2 separate regions of the Lactuca sativa genome follow, and region 2 is linked to region 1. The links are chromatin contacts, called in public Hi-C maps. All regions are on one chromosome and are shown on one strand. The core of a region is the stretch at or near the end of the contact, and the rest is flanking DNA. Distances in the headings are between cores, read along the strand shown. Region 1 holds the start of LOC111892901 (receptor protein-tyrosine kinase CEPR2). Region 2 holds the start of LOC111892895 (protein transport protein SEC16B homolog).

The links. Hi-C and Micro-C count contacts between places; a contact is called where the count stands out from the background.
Region 2: a contact with region 1 is called in a Hi-C map of leaf, with 6 times the contacts expected there. The contact joins the promoter of LOC111892895 here to the promoter of LOC111892901 in region 1. A contact is called at or near these places in 2 of 4 Hi-C or Micro-C datasets (both in leaf).

What each region holds. Positions count from the first base shown.
Region 1 is chr3:416,556-420,740 of Lsat_Salinas_v11, reverse strand. It overlaps LOC111892901 (receptor protein-tyrosine kinase CEPR2), which reads left to right and starts at 1,923. Exons shown (of 3, transcript XM_023888981.3): 1 at 1,923-2,331; 2 at 3,611-4,185. The coding sequence starts at 3,716.
Region 2 is chr3:710,165-714,349 of Lsat_Salinas_v11, reverse strand. It overlaps LOC111892895 (protein transport protein SEC16B homolog), which reads left to right and starts at 2,040. Exons shown (of 13, transcript XM_023888977.3): 1 at 2,040-4,185. The coding sequence starts at 2,455.

The DNA.
Region 1 (4,185 bases), core at 674-3,173:
AACTTCTAACAGTTATAACTTCTCCGTTCCAACTCCATTTTCGATGATATTTATATCCACATAAATGTATTAAAGAGCCCCATAATATTATCTAGATATCCTGGACTAAAACCTTCTTGTACAAAAATCCATATTTCATGTAAGTCCCCGACCTATGACTTTCCCTTTTTCTACACTTCGGCCTAAAACGCAATTCAAATGTTAAGATCTTGAAACCATCATTTCCTCCTTCCAAAAGGTCTAAACATTACCTCATTAAGGCCCAAATCCTTTACGCAATCGACTTCCGGCCCACGACCTTGAAATAAGAAATGATAGGGACCAGGATGTTACAGGGTCAATGCCCCAAATTAAGAAGCGACTCAAAACATGGCGTTACAAAGCCTTTGACTATGGTCATTGCCTTCGTCTGTGGCTCGAGTTTCCAGCACCACAGGATTTCAAAAAATTAAAAGCGCTCGCCGCCGCCGTCTATGTCCAAACTCGTAGCTCGACGCAGTCGTTGGAAAATGAGGGAGAGGAAGTCGTCACTGTCGTTACCAAACCTCCATAAAGAAAAAGGGTTTCGTCAGTGTAAGATCTGAGAAAGGGCTTCGTAAAGAGATGGTGGTCACCAAACCTCCATCGATGAGGTCAAGTTTAGTGTCGCCGCTACTGGGGTTTCAGCTCGCCACCATTACAAACCCAAACATGTTACAGAGTCGTTTAGGTGGGAGAACGGCAGATCGTTAGTGTCGTCGAAGGACCAAGACGAAGCCAACAATGGTAACTCCAGTGGTGGTGACAGCTCTGACGGGAGTTCCAATTTTCCCGGCGGAGAGAAACATAGAAAAATAAGCTATGGAGGGAGTATGGGTGAGGTAGTGTTGTATTTGTTTTCTTTTTTATTTAATTATTAATTAGAAAAATACAAAATTAATAAAAGAAAAAGAAAAGGAAAAACAAAATAAAGAGCACAAAAATGTCATTTCGCACACTTCCAATTATGAAATGGACCAAACTCGCAACACAATGAAAAGTTTAGACCTCTGGTGCTAGTCCAAACTTTTTTGGACCAAAGTGAAAATTTTCTTCTAACCATAAGGATCATTTATGTAGTTTTGTCTTATATTTTCTTTTATTTTCATCCTCAATGGAAGGACCCAAAAAAGTCGATCTCTCAAATTAGAGTCAGCCTACACACGTTTCAGTACAAGTTTTATACATATATTACAAACCAAGAGAAGAGCGAGCAACAAGTTCACTAAGCCGCTCATCCTTCATTTCTAGTAAATTACATGAATGGTCCTTATGGTTTTGGATAATTTGCACGTTTGATCGCTAACATATTTTTTTAACTCAGAAGCTCTCTACTGTTTGTTTTTGTTATGTATCTGGTCCCTACAATTTGTTTTTGTTACTTGCTTGGTCACTGTCTTACCTAAAAGACTATTATTTAAATAAGAAAAAATAGTAGGATAGGTAAGATAAGGTAGTGAGATGAGGTTGGAGGTGTGTTTATTTAAATAAATTAAAAACTCAAGGGCAAAATATTTTTTTTAGGTAAGACAGAAACCAAGCGCATAATAATTGTGTTAAAAAAACAAGTTAGGAACCAAACATACAAATTACTTTAAACCATAGGGACCATTCATCTGACTTACTCCACATTTTTTTAGGTGACTTCACTAAACCTATGCTCCGTGTAAAGTGACTCCATGCTCCATAAAGAAATGTGAAAAACTTACACGTGCAGCTCGAATCTTCAGTAAACAGTGTAAAAAAAAATCACTAAGTTCGAATAGATTTTCGCGAAATCAGTTAATTTTTGTTATAAATAAATTAGACTTAAGAGAAGTGAGTGAAGAAGCTTCTGTCTAATCCGTGGCTATCAACAATCAAAGCATCTCTTAAAATTTGGAAGACCTTCACACCCAATCCCTTTCTTTGTCTTTTCTTTTATCTCTTGTCGTCTCTTCTATTTCCCTTCAATCTTCGGTAGGCCTGCCCCAATCCCACCACTCTTTTTTTATTATTATTATTCATAAATTCATCTCTCCTTATCTCTTTCCCATAACCCTCTGTTTTTGTTTTAAAGATTTCTTGAAATTCTCTCATTCTCTTCCATCCCAATACAAATTTCATCGAATTTCTTCAATAAAATCCTGTTTTGATCTTCAAATCGACATTCTTCAAAACCCTAAACTGATGTTCTCTTCTTCCTAAACATATTTCAAAACGGTCGATCTCATATTTAATGGCTTGAAAAGAGGAATAGAGAGCAAGAAGCAGACTCCATAAGCCTTTCAATTTTGATTTCAGGAATCAATTAGGACATTACCATATTTCGAGGTCAGAACTCATCTTTGTATTCTTCAGTTTCTGTTTTTGGTTTTTACTTAATAATATTTCCTTTGAATTTATCACCTGTTTAAACACATGTATATATATGAAACAGAGCATGACTCTCAGTCGTGTCTCATATTCACAAGTTACTGTACATGTGTTTTGGATTAATTTTACTGCCTGAATTAAATATTCTTCATCTTTTGTAGTGGTTTTAAAAATTTATATGAATGAGTCTTAGTGTGACTCGGTACCTTCTGCAATTTAAGTTGTACTGTGTGTATTGATTTTTAATTTTGAAAACTATTTTAGTTTTCAACAGTGTATTAATTATTTTATCTTATTTATATTTTTAAGAGGTTATAAATTGTTAGTAATACTTTTAAAAGGTTACAAACAATGATTAACTTTTGGGGATTAATTAAATGCATTTACATATCTAGAACAAAATAGACATATATATCATCGGCTTGATATTAAAGAAGAAAATCAATTCTATTCTATCTCTATAATAATAGAGAACGCCATTGCTACAATACAACTAATATTTTCTAAATATAGCTATGAAGAATTTAAAATTAAAAAAGAACGAATAAACAAAAACACAATTGATATACGTAACGTTATGAATTACGACGAAAGAATAATGACCTCAAATGATTCTAAACATATAAAACTTCGATAATCGGTTCCAACAATATTAAAAGCATATTATTATTTTATATTATTAAAGCACATCAAGAAAAATTAAAATAAGAAATTATCATCGCAAATACATCACGTTAAAAATGAAGTAGATATAGTTCAATTTCTCATTGTCACCATCTCCTTTGATATATATATATATATATATATATATATATATATATATATATATATATATATATATATATATATATATATATATATATATATATATATATATACACACGGAAGAGTTGTATAGAAAATAAATGATTAATACAACACATATTTAAACCAATGAAAACATAACAGCATATCAATTTAGGGTAACTACATAAATAACTTCCCAAATATATTATTTGTGAATAAAGAAATGGACACGTATCATTTGATTATTGGTTCCGACATATGCTATTATAGCTATTTGTTTTCCATAGAACTCATTCATATATATATATATATATATATATATATATATATATATATATATATATATATATATATATATATATATATATATATATATATATATATATATATATATATATATATATATATATATATGATTGACACCCATCACTATTATTGAATTTGTTTCCAGACCAGAGCAACCTGCATGGCCAATAATGGAGGTCGCCAGCTGATAAGGGACATGGACACTCATCTTCCACTAGAATGACCGGAGTACCCTCGCACATTCTCTAAAATGTCAAAACAGCCCCTACTACGTTCATCCCGCCAAATTACATCTGTTTTGCTCTTCTTATTCGTATTCTCCTTCGCCTGCATTTTTTTCCGGCCAGTATTCTGCTCCTCTTTGTCTGTTGAAGTCCATGCGCTACTTGATTTCAAGAAGCAGTTAAAAGACCCTTTGAATTACTTGGATTCATGGAAGATCACGGAATCTCCGTGTCAATTTTACGGGGTTTCGTGTGACAATCAAACGGGTCGGGTGGTGGAGATTTCGTTGAACTACAAATCTCTCTCTGGAAAAATTTCACCGGCGCTTGGGGCTCTTGAGAGCCTGAAATCTCTGGTGATTCCTTCGAATTATATCCACGGCGAGCTGCCGGCCGCCCTCGTCAACTGCAATGATCTCCGCGTTTTGAATGTGACTGCAAATAATATTACCGGTGTTTTACCGGATCTTTCGAATCTTCAAAAGCTGGAGATTCT
Region 2 (4,185 bases), core at 791-3,290, 290 kb before region 1:
GTAAATCACAAGTGAATCACATATTAATAACATGTGATTCACATGTAAATCACAAGTGAATTGCATGTAATTCACATGTAAATTACAAGTGAATCACATATGAATTACGTTTACGTGCACACATGCATTTTGTGTAAGTGTTCTACATTAATTATTTTTTAAAATTTTCTTATGAATTTCACATTTAAATCTTAAAAGATACAATCACATGTGAATATCACATTATATAATCACATGTGAATCTTACATGATATATACATGTGCGTGTTCTTGCATTAATATTTTTTTTTATTTTCCTGTAGATTTTGAAGAATTTTTGGAAAATATTGAAGAAGTGAAAAGTGATAAATTGAAGAAAATATGAAAATCTTGATATGAAGAAATGATAACACTGTGAATCTTTGTATTTTTTATATTTTATTTTGTATTGAATAAAATACTTTTATTATGTTTATAGATTGATTAATAAAAATAATTTTTTTTATAATTTACTTACGAATATTATAGTATAAGAAATATGCATATATGCATTTGAAAAAATATGCATATATGTACCTACAACGTTGATTTTTTTGTTAAAAAAATACAATTTTGAAAAAAATTGCATTTTTTATAAAACTTGTAGGGTTTTTTTTTTTTTTTTTTTTTTTTTTTTTTTTTTTTTTTTTTTTTTTTTAATAGAAAAAATGCAGTTTTTCTGAAAAAAAAAAAAATTTAGTGTTTTAGAAAAAAAATGCAGTTTTTTTGAAATAAAATTACAGCTTTTTTGAATTTTTTTTTCTAGAAAAAATGCAGTTTTTTTTTTTTAAAAAAAAAATGCAGTTTTTTTTTGAAAAAAGATATAGTTTTTTTTTAAAATATATTTTTTCATTTTTTTTAAAAATTCATGTTTTTTTTTGAAAAAAATTAAAAGATCTCAATTTAAAAAAAATACAAAATTATTTAAAAAAAAATAAATCCGAAATTTTGAGTTATTTTGTTAATTTTTAGACATTTATATTGATATTAAATAACACAGAAAAATTAAACATTAAAGGAGATTGGTAAGATGACGATAATGTCCTTAACGATAATGGCCATTTGTGAAAAATGACAAGACATAACAAGTTCAAGAGCCATTTATGAAATTATACTTGTTGTATAGAATTATTATTTCCGACTTTTACAGACGTGCCTTTATTTTATTTGGTGTGTAGTCTTTTCCTACTTTATGTAATGTCATGTTTTGTCTGTCGATATTTTAAGTGTAAATATTACGCTACCCTTTCCTATATAAAGGATTGTAAACGATTGTAAAAATCATCGAATATTCATACGAATAAAAAATTCTGTTGTTATTTCCCTCATGTCTCTCTAAACACTCTCTTTCCAATTCTCTTAGCCTATCTCTTAAGTTCCTAGTTCTTTCAAGCACTTCATATTATATATATATATATATATATATATATATATATATATATATATATATATATATATATATATATATATATATATATATATACACACTCACACTAAGTGATCAATAAAAAAAATAATATGCTTTAATGGTAATAAATGATCATTGTTAATTAGTCAATAGTAACAACCTTAAAAAAAAAAACTCCCACTAAAAATGTTTTAAAAAAGACAATAACAAATAAGTTGCTATTTAATGACTTTTAATTTATATCTTTAATAAAATTTCAAAATTGGAGTATTATTATTATGTAGATGTCGTGTCAATAAAATCTATTAATAAAAAAGGTAATAAATAATTTAAGTAAAATGTATTTTTAGATATAAAGACTTAATGTATAAAACTATAAATTCCAAATGAATTAGGAGATGTGAATTTATTTTTAAAATAATAATAATATATGTTTTTGTTGATAAACCTAAATAAAATAAATAAAAATGTTGTTATTCGATGAAATAGATTAGCTATTTTGATGTACAAAAGTAATTAAGAAGACGGTGAAAAGAAAAAAGAACATTATAATCCACGCGTTGGTGGCTAGTTGAGTCACCTGGTTCGAAATCGAGGGCTTGTCTCTTCTCCAATATACTCTCTCTCTCTCTCTCTCTCTCTCTCTCTCTCTCTCTCTCTCTCTCTCTCTCTACATATAGATTTGTATACGTAATGCGATTTTCTTCAAATCGTCATATTGGTATCTAAGTTAATTTCGTAATGTATTCATGTCTTTTGGGGATCAATCTTGTTCGATTTTGATGCGCTAAGACTGTTCAAAGGTAAATTTTTGCTCTGGGATTTGGATGATGCAATTCACGGTTTTGTGAATTCTGGTTAGGTGATCCGTAAAACCCTAGCTGGATCTCTCCTGTTTTTAATCTGATATATATCAATTTAGGGTTTTTTCTAGATTTATTAGGAGTTCTTGTTCCGGATCTGTAACGTGGTTCTGAACCCAATTGGGATCGAGAGAGGTTTTTTAGGTTAGGTTTTGACTGGTATAGATGGCTTCAAATCCTCCATTTCAGGTGGAGGATACTGACGAAGATTTCTTTGATAAATTGGTCGATGATGACGATGATGATTATAAGGTCACTCCATTATCCTCAGAAACGACCAAATTAGCTGATGGGAACGATTCTGATGATGCTAAAGCTTTTGCTAATTTAGGTATCAGTGATGTTGGCACTGGACTCGAAGATTTGGGGAAAGTAGGTGAAGCTTGTTCTTCCATTGATGGGGATACCAAACATGCGTCAACTGACACTTTTTTAGACCATGGTCGTCCGTTGGTTTCTTCAAATTCATTTGCATTTGATAGCGTGAGTGAAGAACCCAATACTGAGGTAGCTGGTTTGGATTCTACAGCTAGTTGGGATCATGGATCTGGAGGTGGTCCTGGTGTTAAGGAGGTGCAGTGGGCAGCTTTTGCTACTGAACCTGCTGAGAATGATGGTAATGGGTTTGGATCCTACAATGATTTTTTCACTGAATTTGGAGATAGTTCTGTGGATCAAATAGGGAAAGGAGGTAACTTGGTTAGTCGGGAACAGAATGTTGTTATGTCGGGAAGCAGCAATATAGTAGATGATTCCATGCATAGGAAGAATGTTAATGATTACTCAAATCAATTTCAAGACGTCCAGACTTATGCTTCGGCTGGGGAACAAAGTACAGAGGTCAAAGCTTATGCTACATCTGGGGAACAAAGTACAGATGGTCAAGATCCAAACAGCAGTCAGTACTGGGAGAATCTTTATCCAGGATGGAAGTATGATGCAAACACTGGGCAATGGTATCAAGTAAATGAAGGTTATGATGATGTACAAGGGGCTCATGATCCAAGTACTACTTCTGAGTGGACAGAGAAACCAGAGGTTTCTTATTTGCAGCAACAGTCAGTCCAATCTGCTGTGGAGGCTGTAGCAGAGAAAGGCACGACTGGAAGTGTCACAACTTGGAATCAAACTAATGAGAGTTTATCATGGGATGAGGCTTCACAAGAAAACAATGGGTATCCATCAAATATGGTTTTCGATCCCCAATACCCTGGTTGGTATTATGACATGAACACTCAAGAATGGTGCTCTTTGGATGCATATAATTCTCAAGCACAGGAGCAGGTCAACCAAAATGGGTATTCTGCAACTAGTAGTTATTATGGTGGGCAGGATCAGACAAAGAAGCAGTTACAGGTAGGATCTGAAGGACAAGATTACAAGTGGAAAGGGTCTTTGAGTAATGTTGAACAGCAAATGTGGCAACCTGCCCAGAAGCAGGTTAATCAAAATGGGTTTTCTGCAACTGCAACTGCAACTAACACTTACTATGGGAATGATGAGAAAACGTTGGGATCTCAAGTTTTTAGTAGTCAAGGACAAGAATACAAGTGGAATGGGTCTTTTAGTAATGTTGAGCAACAAGGATCAAGTATGTGGCAGCCTGATACTGTTGCCAAGAGTAGTAGTGGTCCTATGTCAGATCCTACAGGCAACCAAAATTCCCATGGCACTAGTGAGTTCCCTGCCATTTCTGGAGCCCAATCCTTTGTTCCAAGTGGAAACTTTAACCAGACCACATTCAAGCAAGGTGAGATGATGAATATCCCAAAAACCTATGGCAGTATGAACCAATCAGGTTCAGGTTATTCCCAACAAGTACAACCATTTCACAGTGGTGGTCAGCAAGCAGGAAGGTCATCAGCTGGCCGCCCTCCTCATGCTTTGGTTACTTTT